Linked DNA regions of Sus scrofa: all the other regions are linked to region 1. The links are chromatin contacts, called in public Hi-C and HiChIP or PLAC-seq maps. All regions are on one chromosome and are shown on one strand. Each heading gives the region's core, a stretch centred on a gene start, on an enhancer-like site or on the middle of the called end of the contact. The rest is flanking DNA. Distances are from core to core; before and after follow the strand shown.

What was found. A called contact is a pair of places that touch in the nucleus more often than the background predicts. HiChIP or PLAC-seq counts read pairs in DNA pulled down with a chosen protein or histone mark.
Region 2: an H3K27ac HiChIP or PLAC-seq map of alveolar macrophages shows a contact between it and region 1. The contact joins the promoter of FMC1 here to the promoter of UBN2 in region 1. A contact is called at or near these places in 5 of 47 Hi-C or Micro-C datasets (embryonic fibroblasts, fibroblasts, heart right ventricle and 2 more) and 2 of 2 datasets of contacts at active chromatin or transcription factors (alveolar macrophages and skeletal muscle).
Region 3: a Hi-C map of skeletal muscle shows a contact between it and region 1, with 4 times the contacts expected there. The contact joins the promoter of LOC102162486 here to the promoter of UBN2 in region 1. A contact is called at or near these places in 3 of 47 Hi-C or Micro-C datasets (heart right ventricle, liver and skeletal muscle) and 1 of 2 datasets of contacts at active chromatin or transcription factors (alveolar macrophages).

Annotation. Positions count from the first base shown.
Region 1 is chr18:10,449,888-10,452,587 of Sscrofa11.1, forward strand. It overlaps UBN2 (ubinuclein-2), which reads right to left and starts at 1,356. Exons shown (of 16, transcript XM_021079092.1): 1 at 645-1,356. The coding sequence starts at 1,124.
Region 2 is chr18:10,349,111-10,351,810 of Sscrofa11.1, forward strand. It overlaps FMC1 (protein FMC1 homolog), which reads right to left and starts at 1,262. Exons shown (of 2, transcript XM_005657736.3): 1 at 1,073-1,262. The coding sequence starts at 1,210. TRNAR-CCU (a tRNA gene) reads right to left here and starts at 1,910; the gene lies at 1,838-1,910.
Region 3 is chr18:10,331,926-10,334,625 of Sscrofa11.1, forward strand. It overlaps LOC102162486 (putative RNA-binding protein Luc7-like 2), which reads right to left and starts at 1,302. Exons shown (of 11, transcript XM_013990780.2): 1 at 799-1,302.

The sequences.
Region 1 (2,700 bases), core at 106-2,605:
CAAATTGCAGAGAAAGCAAAGCTTAAAAGGTGTATCAATATCAACACAGGGCTGAAAAACAAGGTACCAGATAACTAACCCACTTATCCTTCATTCCTAAAGTGGAATCTTTAATCTGAAAAATTTTTAGATTACTTTTAAATCTCCTTCAATTGAGAAAAATACCCCAGGCTCCGAAGCACATCTCAACGCTGAGCACAACAAATAACGACGAAGGTGAGGATGATATTGGAGGGGTTACACAATCTCTCTGCTTCAGACTGGGGGGCGTGTCCCCCAAGGTTTTCTCTTCCTTTCTACTGAAAGCACTGCTAGAGCTCCCCCAGCATAACCCAACAACGCAACTTGCAGGGCCCCCAGATTTTGTGGGGAAAGCAAAAAGAAAAAGCTGGCTAGGAACGGCGTTTGGAGCGGGCTCACGAGGGGGGCTCGATGGAGCCCGGTGGGAACCACGGCCAACCCTAGGGAGCAGAGGAAAGCAGCACCAACCACCCACCCACCCGCTCGGCCCCTGCCCCCTCCAGCCACCCTCCGGGGCGACCCGAGATGCTCCAGGTGGGCGTCGGAAGGCGAAAACCACTGGGGAAGGAGGACGGGTCCTGAGGCTCCCGGGGTCTGGGGGATGAGGGAGGAATCTCCTGTACCCGTTGTTCTCCGCACAGTAGCAGCTCCGGGTAACTGAACTCCACGCAGCTCTCGTCGGTGGGATCCTTGAGCACCAGCTCCAGGCGTACGGTCTCCCTCGGCGGCCTCTGCTGCGGCTCGGCCCGGGAAACCGACTCCCGCGGCGGGGGCGGCTGCAAGTGCAACTGCGGGAGCGGAGGCGGCGGCGGCGGCGGCGGCTCGGGCCGCGGGGGCTCGCGCTGCAGCGACATGGGCGGCTCGGCGCGGCTGACCTCGCGCTGGGGGAGCGGCTTCTCCCGCGGCGGGGGCTGCGCGTCCGACCGGGGGGCAGCCTCCCGCGGGGCTAGCTGCTCCGGCCGGACGGGCTCGCGGTACGGCTGCGGCTCCAGCCGGGGGGGCTCGCGAGGGTATTCGGGCTCGCGTTCGGCCCCCGGGTACTCGGCCTCGCGCCGCCTCACCGGTGACAGGCTAATAAACGCTACTCTGCGTGGCTCCGCCATCCCCACTGTTCTGGCCCTCTGCCTTCGCTCGAGCCGGCGCTCGTTTCTTCGCCGAGTTGTTTGCCTGCCTGCCCTTCCTTTTGCTCTCCGTCGCTTTTCTTCCCTCCACCACCCTCAGCTGTCTCCGCCGACGCCACCGTGAGTGCGGACCGTGCCCCCTTCCCCGCCACTACGTTCTGATGGGCTGCACCGCCATCGCCAGGGTCGCCGCAGCCGCCATGTTGGATCCCCCACATAAATAGAAGCAGGCCGCTGAGCGGGCGCATGCGCAGACGGCAGACGCTCGCATCCACTGTCGTGGCTGTGGCTCAGTTTTCCTCTTTTTCTCCCAACAGTCTGGAGTCCAGACAGGTCAGCGGAAGTGACGTCATGGCAGGCCTAGTTTCCTTGGAAACGGGGACGCCGTCTGCGCCCTTCCTCAAGAGGAGGGGTCTGGGGTTTCCTAAGAAGCTTTCCATTCGCTCGGGAAACTGGAAGCGCGCGTGGGGCTCGACCGAGGGCAGAAGTCCGGATGTGCCTACGACCGACCTAACCATGGCGCCCGGTAGCGCCCAGCACATGCCTCCCGCCCTCGCTTCCAGAGTTGGGGATGCGGGGAAAAGGCAGAGGAACGAACGCTTGGACCTGCTCCGTGTCGGCCCACATAGTCCGCCCGCAGTCCGAAGTATCAGGGAAGAAAGGAAATGGCTAACTCCAGCCGGACTCGCTCTGCGACTTCTCTGCGCCAAGCGCGACACTAACTGCCACAGGCCTCCCTTTCCTACACCGGCTTCTGTTTTTCTCGCCCGGCTATGGCAGAAATTGTGTGACACGGTCGTAAAATGCTCAGTAACGTTGTGCAGTTTGGAAACTGAAGAGACAAATGAACACTTCTGGGTTTGTTCATAAAGTCTAAGCTGTTTATAAATTAAAAAAAAAAAAACCCTTCCCAACAGTTTGTTTTGTTGGCATTTTAGGGATGTACTCTCTTGAAAGCAGAATACTAAATGACCCATTTCGGATAAGGGAGGAGACTTATTTGGGAATGCCTTGTAGGCACGCCTGTAATAAACTAATTGGAATTCATATTTAAAAGAATGGGAACTAGGAGTTCCCGTCGTGGGGCAGTGGTTAACGAATCCGACCAGGAACCATGAGGTTGCGGGTTTGGTCCCTGACCTTGCTCAGTGGGTTAACGATCCGGCGTAGCCGTGAGCTGTGGTGTAGGTTGCAGACGCGGCTCGGATCCAGCGTTGCTGTGGCTCTGGCGTAGGCCGGTGGCTGCAGCTCCAATTCAACCCCTAGCCTGGCAACCTCCATATGCCGCGGGAGCGGCCCAAGAAATAGCAAAAAGACCAAAAAATAATAATAATAAAATAAAAATAAAAGAATGGGAACTATACTCAATATTTTGTAATAACCGGTAAGAGAAAGGAATTTGAAAAAACACATATATGAAACTAACATCAAATTGTAAATCAGTTATTTAAATTTTTTTCAAAAAATAGTGTAAAGTCCAAAATAATGAGTAGTATTGCCCATTTAAAATCTGCAGCTGTTAATTTCATCAACCAGATTAACAATGTTAACACCAATT
Region 2 (2,700 bases), core at 12-2,511, 100 kb before region 1:
AAAGGACTCTAAGTTTCCTTCCTTCAGGTGAGAGCCGACTCAGCTGACAAGAGCCAAGATCAAGTAAGCAATTAAATGGAAGACTCTTATTTGTGAACCAAGTTACCTAGACTCTAGTAGTTCCTACACATGTGCTTGTACAGGTCAACTGTCCCTGAGCCTCAGTTGCCCCATTTGAGAAAAATGATCTGCCGTCTGATCTTGCTTAAGGGGTAGGTGTGGGTTGGGCAGATTTCTCAAGGGATTTTCCAAGATGGCCTCCCATAAGTTCCTATTTACCTCCGACACGTGGAAAATCGGCACCTGGCCATAAATCGTGTTAATGTTGTAAGTCACAGTACCACCTCAGTAGAGGTTTCTAGTTGACCTTTTTTTGCCGGGGGGGGTGGTGGTGGTGGTGGTGGTGGTGGTGGTGGTGGTGGTGTCTTTTTTGTCTTTTTAGGACCACACCTGTGCCACAGGGAAGTTCCCAGGCCAGGGGTCTAATCCGAGCTGCAGCTGCTGCCCTACACCACAGCCACAAAGCTGGATCCAAGCCACGTCTGCACATACACCACAGCTCATGGCCATGCAGGATCTTTAACCCACTGACCGAGGCCAGGGATTGAACCCACATCCTCATGGATACCAGTCCGGTTGCTACCGCTGAGCCACGATGGGAACTCCCTACTCTTCGAGAAGCTCTGCACCAAAAACTGCCTCTCAGAATAGCTCTCCTAGGGGAAGAGAAGGGTTGGATAGATCCTGTGGTTAGTGACCCTACACTGCCCACCAAAAATATCTTTTGTCCCTCTTTCCACCACTTCAGTTTCTTCTCACTGTCCCCTCCGCACATGCCAATAAAATCCTCAGGGGGCGATTCCACCCTAGGAAGATCTTGCTCTCCCTGGACCCTGGGTTGGCTCTCAGACTTAGGCTGCAGACCAAGGCCGAGGGGCTGGAGCTTTCTGCAGGGAAGCAGGGCCTCAGAAATGAGCGCTCAAGCCCGGAGCGCTGCACTTCCGCCCAGACCGACTCTCCCTCCCTTCCCAGGAAAGCGGAGGCTGGAGCACCCGGACACTGGCTTCCGTACCCGATGTGCACGGAAAGCTTTCACGAGGTACCGATAGGCCGCGGTGTCACGATAGTGTCGGCCCGTGGCCGCGTTCAAGTAGCGCAGCTCCCGTAGAAGGCCTCGCCAAGTGCGCACGGGTGAGCCTAAGGCCGCCATTTTCCTGTCCTCGGAGACCGGGGCGGGGCGGCGCCCTGAGGCCCCTCTTACGCCTGCTCCCCACCCCCCGCCCTGCCGATTAGTGGTACGGTCGCAACAGACTGCTGGCTCCCCCTATTCATTGCAGGGCAGTGGAATGTCTCACTTCCCTTCTTTGAGGAGCATTATTAATCGAACGTCGAGCGACACCTTAAGGAATTAAGAGAAAAGCAAACGAAAGCCGAGTGTAACTGAATACCCTGGAGAAAGGTCAGGCGAGGGAAAAGGAGGTCCTTTCTTGACTGCGTCACTTCAGACGCCATTAACTGACCGGCCGCTGAGTCTGGAGAAAATGAGGGAATGTCGGAAGTGGGTGTCGATTTGAAATAGAAAGCTGAGAAGATATATCTGTTTTTTTGTTTCTAGAGGGAATATCAAAACTCAGCATATTGACTTCCTAGAGATCTTAACAGGACTGCGGCTCAGACAAGGAAACGGGAGTATGTTGATTCTCGCAAACTAGCCCCACACCTAGAAGAAAATCGTAGACACTTTTCTCATCGTTAAAAAGTTAGCATGTGTCACTAAAGTTATGTGTAAGGGGGAAGAGGCAAAAGTTTCACTGAGAAGTTCACCTAAAATTTCAACCACCCCAGATGGGACTCGAACCCACAATCCCTGGCTTAGGAGGCCAATGCCTTATCCATTAGGCCACTGGGGCTGCTGCGAAAGACGTGCTCAAACAACGTATTCAATTTTTTTCCTGCTTTGTACGTCATCGTCACTTAGGTCTTTTTTTTGACCTATCCTAGGAGATCACACTTAGCACCAATATAAAGGGCGAGGCATGCTGGGAGTTGTAGTTCAGAGAACCAAATTCGCGTTACAGCTCCAAAGGCTTTACCCTCGAAATAGCACCGATGCGCCGGACGGAGAACGGGCACGCGCACAGTTTTGCGTATGCGTTTGCCTGCGCGACAGCCCCCGCGCCTGCGCAAAAGGGCACGTACGACAACGCTGAGCCGAAGGCGCTGGAAACGCTTGGGGAATCTGGGAGATTGGCCCTCCGAGCTTCTGCTCCTTTGCGTTTTTTACAGGAAACAGCCGGCCCCTTCCGGTATTGCGGCTTTCCTACCTGCTAGCTCGGCCCCAGCCTGCCGCTAGGTGGCGTTGGTAGCGGTCATTTTCTGTTTCCGGTTGAAACAGGCCATTTCCGCAGAGCCAGGAGTCAGGCAGAAATGGTTACATGGCCTTCTGTGTTGGCGGGCCAGTGGTAAACATGGGGCGGCAGGAAGTAGTTCAATTCATTAGGAATTAGTTAATTCGAAATAATTAGGAGTTAATTTTCTGGTTCTGTTCATTACTGAATAACTTGGACAAGTCACTTCTGAGTTTCACGACCTTACCCTTTGCTTAACATGTCTCAGTGGCTCCGCATTGCCCCTAAGATAAATTTCAGACCACTGGACCCTGCCTAAATTGACCCTCGTCTTTATCTTAACGTTTATGTC
Region 3 (2,700 bases), core at 52-2,551, 120 kb before region 1:
GTTTTCTACACAAATTCTAACCTAAGCGCCTAAAAGGATCGTTGTTTCCCTCAATTCTACTTCACTGGGCACATTTTCAAAATGGTTCTACTTGGGCAACAAGCAAGATTTGTCAATATTTACTGAACAAAGCCTCTATTAAATTGTCTAACAAAATGGAGGTCTCCCGGAAAAAACAGGCCGTAACACTTTCTTTTTACAAAATGGGCCAAACACACCCACCTCAAGAAACCATGGTTTGGGTCAGATTTCCCCATAAGAACAGTTGTTTCTGTGGGGGTCGAGAGTGCATCTCTGGGACTGGATTCCTAGTGAAAAAGGTTTTTCCGGACCCAGATAAGAGGGGCGGGGGAGAGGGGGTGTCACTTCTCTCTGGATTCTCTGGAGGGCGGCGGCGAGGGATGATCCCAAAACTCTGGGTTCGGAAATTAGCTCAGGGGGACGGAGGCTTTAGCGGTCCAGGTACCCAATCAGCCACAAAACAGGCCGGCCGACTACCCAAGAGAGACGTGGGCTCTCCGGTCCCAGCCAAGTCAACACTGAACGCTTCAACTCTCCTTTCAGCCTCCAGGCCCCGCCTGACCCCATTGGCAGCAGTTCCCGCCAATCCGCTCGGTCACCGCCCCCCAAGCCCGCCTGCCCAGCCATGATTGGATGGGACAGGAGCTGGGACCTCGTGTTACCAATCTGGGAGCCCCTTACTCAGCCACACACGCAAGCCCAGGTGCACCCGCGGAACCCCTGCCCCTCGCTTTCCCGATCCCTTCCCCCACCCCCGGGGCAGTGGCAGAGACTTACCGTCCCGGGAGGTGCCCATCAACTGGTCCAGCATCGCGCGCATCTGGGCCTGCGCCGACATGGCGGCGGCGTAGCGGGCGGACGGGCCGGGGTGGGGCGCAGACCGGGCCCTCTCGGGCGGGGGGGAGGGGGCAGGGGGAAGGGGTTGGGGGAGGTGAGACGCTGTCTTGGTTGCCGCCGCTGCCTCAAGGCGTGCGGAAAAGGAGCCGGAGGGGCTGCAGGAGAGTCCGGGCTGCGTTCCTCAAGACGACGCGTACGTGGAAGGCAGCAGCCCCCCAAAGCGACCCTCGCTCCCTCACGCTCCGTCGGGTTCCTGGGAGAGAAGCGATACCGGCTAAGCAAGCTCTCGTCTCCAACACCGCCACCCGCCGGAAAACGTCAGCCCCCCCCTCCAAGCTCTGACGCCGCTCGCCGCCACCGTCGCCGCAACGTGAGCGCGCACGCTCCTCGCGCTTAGTCGTTTCCCGCGGGGGCTCCACCAACCGGCGTTCAACTGTATATACTCCGCCCGCCCCGCGTAGGAGGGGCTCCACCCTAACGGCTCTCGGGCGCGTGCACGCGGCCTTCTTCCGCTCCTGCCAACCCCCCCCCCTCGATCTCGCGAGACTCTGGTGCCTCAACGGCTCTGCGAGCCGGATCCGCCCGGGGCGCCAAAAGGTCTGTTAGGGCAGTGCCGCACGCCTTGCTGGCGAATCAGACCCAGGTTAGCCAGAGGGTTTGCCCCAGTCGAAAGTAAGTAGAGACCATGCCCGTCGTTTCGACTGAGGTTAGCAGTCTTATGGGCGTATTCCTGATGAGTACTCACAGGTTAACGTGTTTTCAGGGGCCGACCTGAAAATCGTGTAGACTCGACCTTTTTCTCCCTGCTCCCCGACCCCTTATGGAAGGAGCCCTGGAGATCTGACAGCTGGGTCATTTTCCTTAATGACTTTAACAAATGACCTTAATAGGAGTTCCCGTGGTGGCGCAGTGGCTAATGAATCTGACTGGGAACCATGAGGTTGCGGGTTCGATCCCTGCCCTTGCTCAGTGGGTTAACGATCCGGCGTTGCCGTGGGCTGTGGTGTAGATTGCAGGCGGGGCTCGGATCCCGCGTTGCTGTGGCTCTGGCGTAGGCGGGTGGCTACAGCTCCGATTCAACCCCTAGCCTGGGAACCTCCATATGCCGCAGGAGCAGCCCAAGAAATGGCAAAAATACAAAAAAAAAAAAAAAAAAAAAAATGACCTTAATAAAGCAGGGAGGCTTTAAGCCCCCAGAACTGGAGTAAGTCAAGTTCAGGAAATAATGCCCGAAATTAATACACTAGGAAATTGGCCATCTAACCTCCTTGGATTTTTCATCGTTAACGTATATAGCAGGAAGCTGTTACTCTAAATTAGAAACTATAAATATTAAGCAGTATTCTGAGAAAGGAAAGGAGGTAATCTTGTAGCCAATTTCTTTCCTGCCGAAGTTAAATATGTAGGGTAAGGCCTTTTCAGTATATCAGCAGCATTGACAACGAAAAAGAAAGCCTGTGGGTTTGCCATCACCCTGCATTCCAAAGGACGGATTACTAACTGGGACCTTCAGCAGTTTATTTCTTAATCTCACGTCTAATGGCGATAAACATACATACCTTAGCACTGTGGGGAGGCCTAAGTGAGCTAAAAGAAATGCCTAGCGTTCTCTTGGGGCACAGCGGATTAAGGATCCGGTCTTGTCACTGCCGCGGCTCGGTGGGGGTCGCTGCTCTGATGCGGGTTCCATCCCTGGTCTGGGAATCTCTACTTGTCTCTGGCGCAGCCAAAAAAGAAAGAAAGAAAGAAAGAAAATGCCCAGCCTGGAGCCCTGTCCTGATATTTAAACTTTTTTTTTTTTTTTTTTTTTTGTATAACAATTAACTCCTTAAAATGAGACAA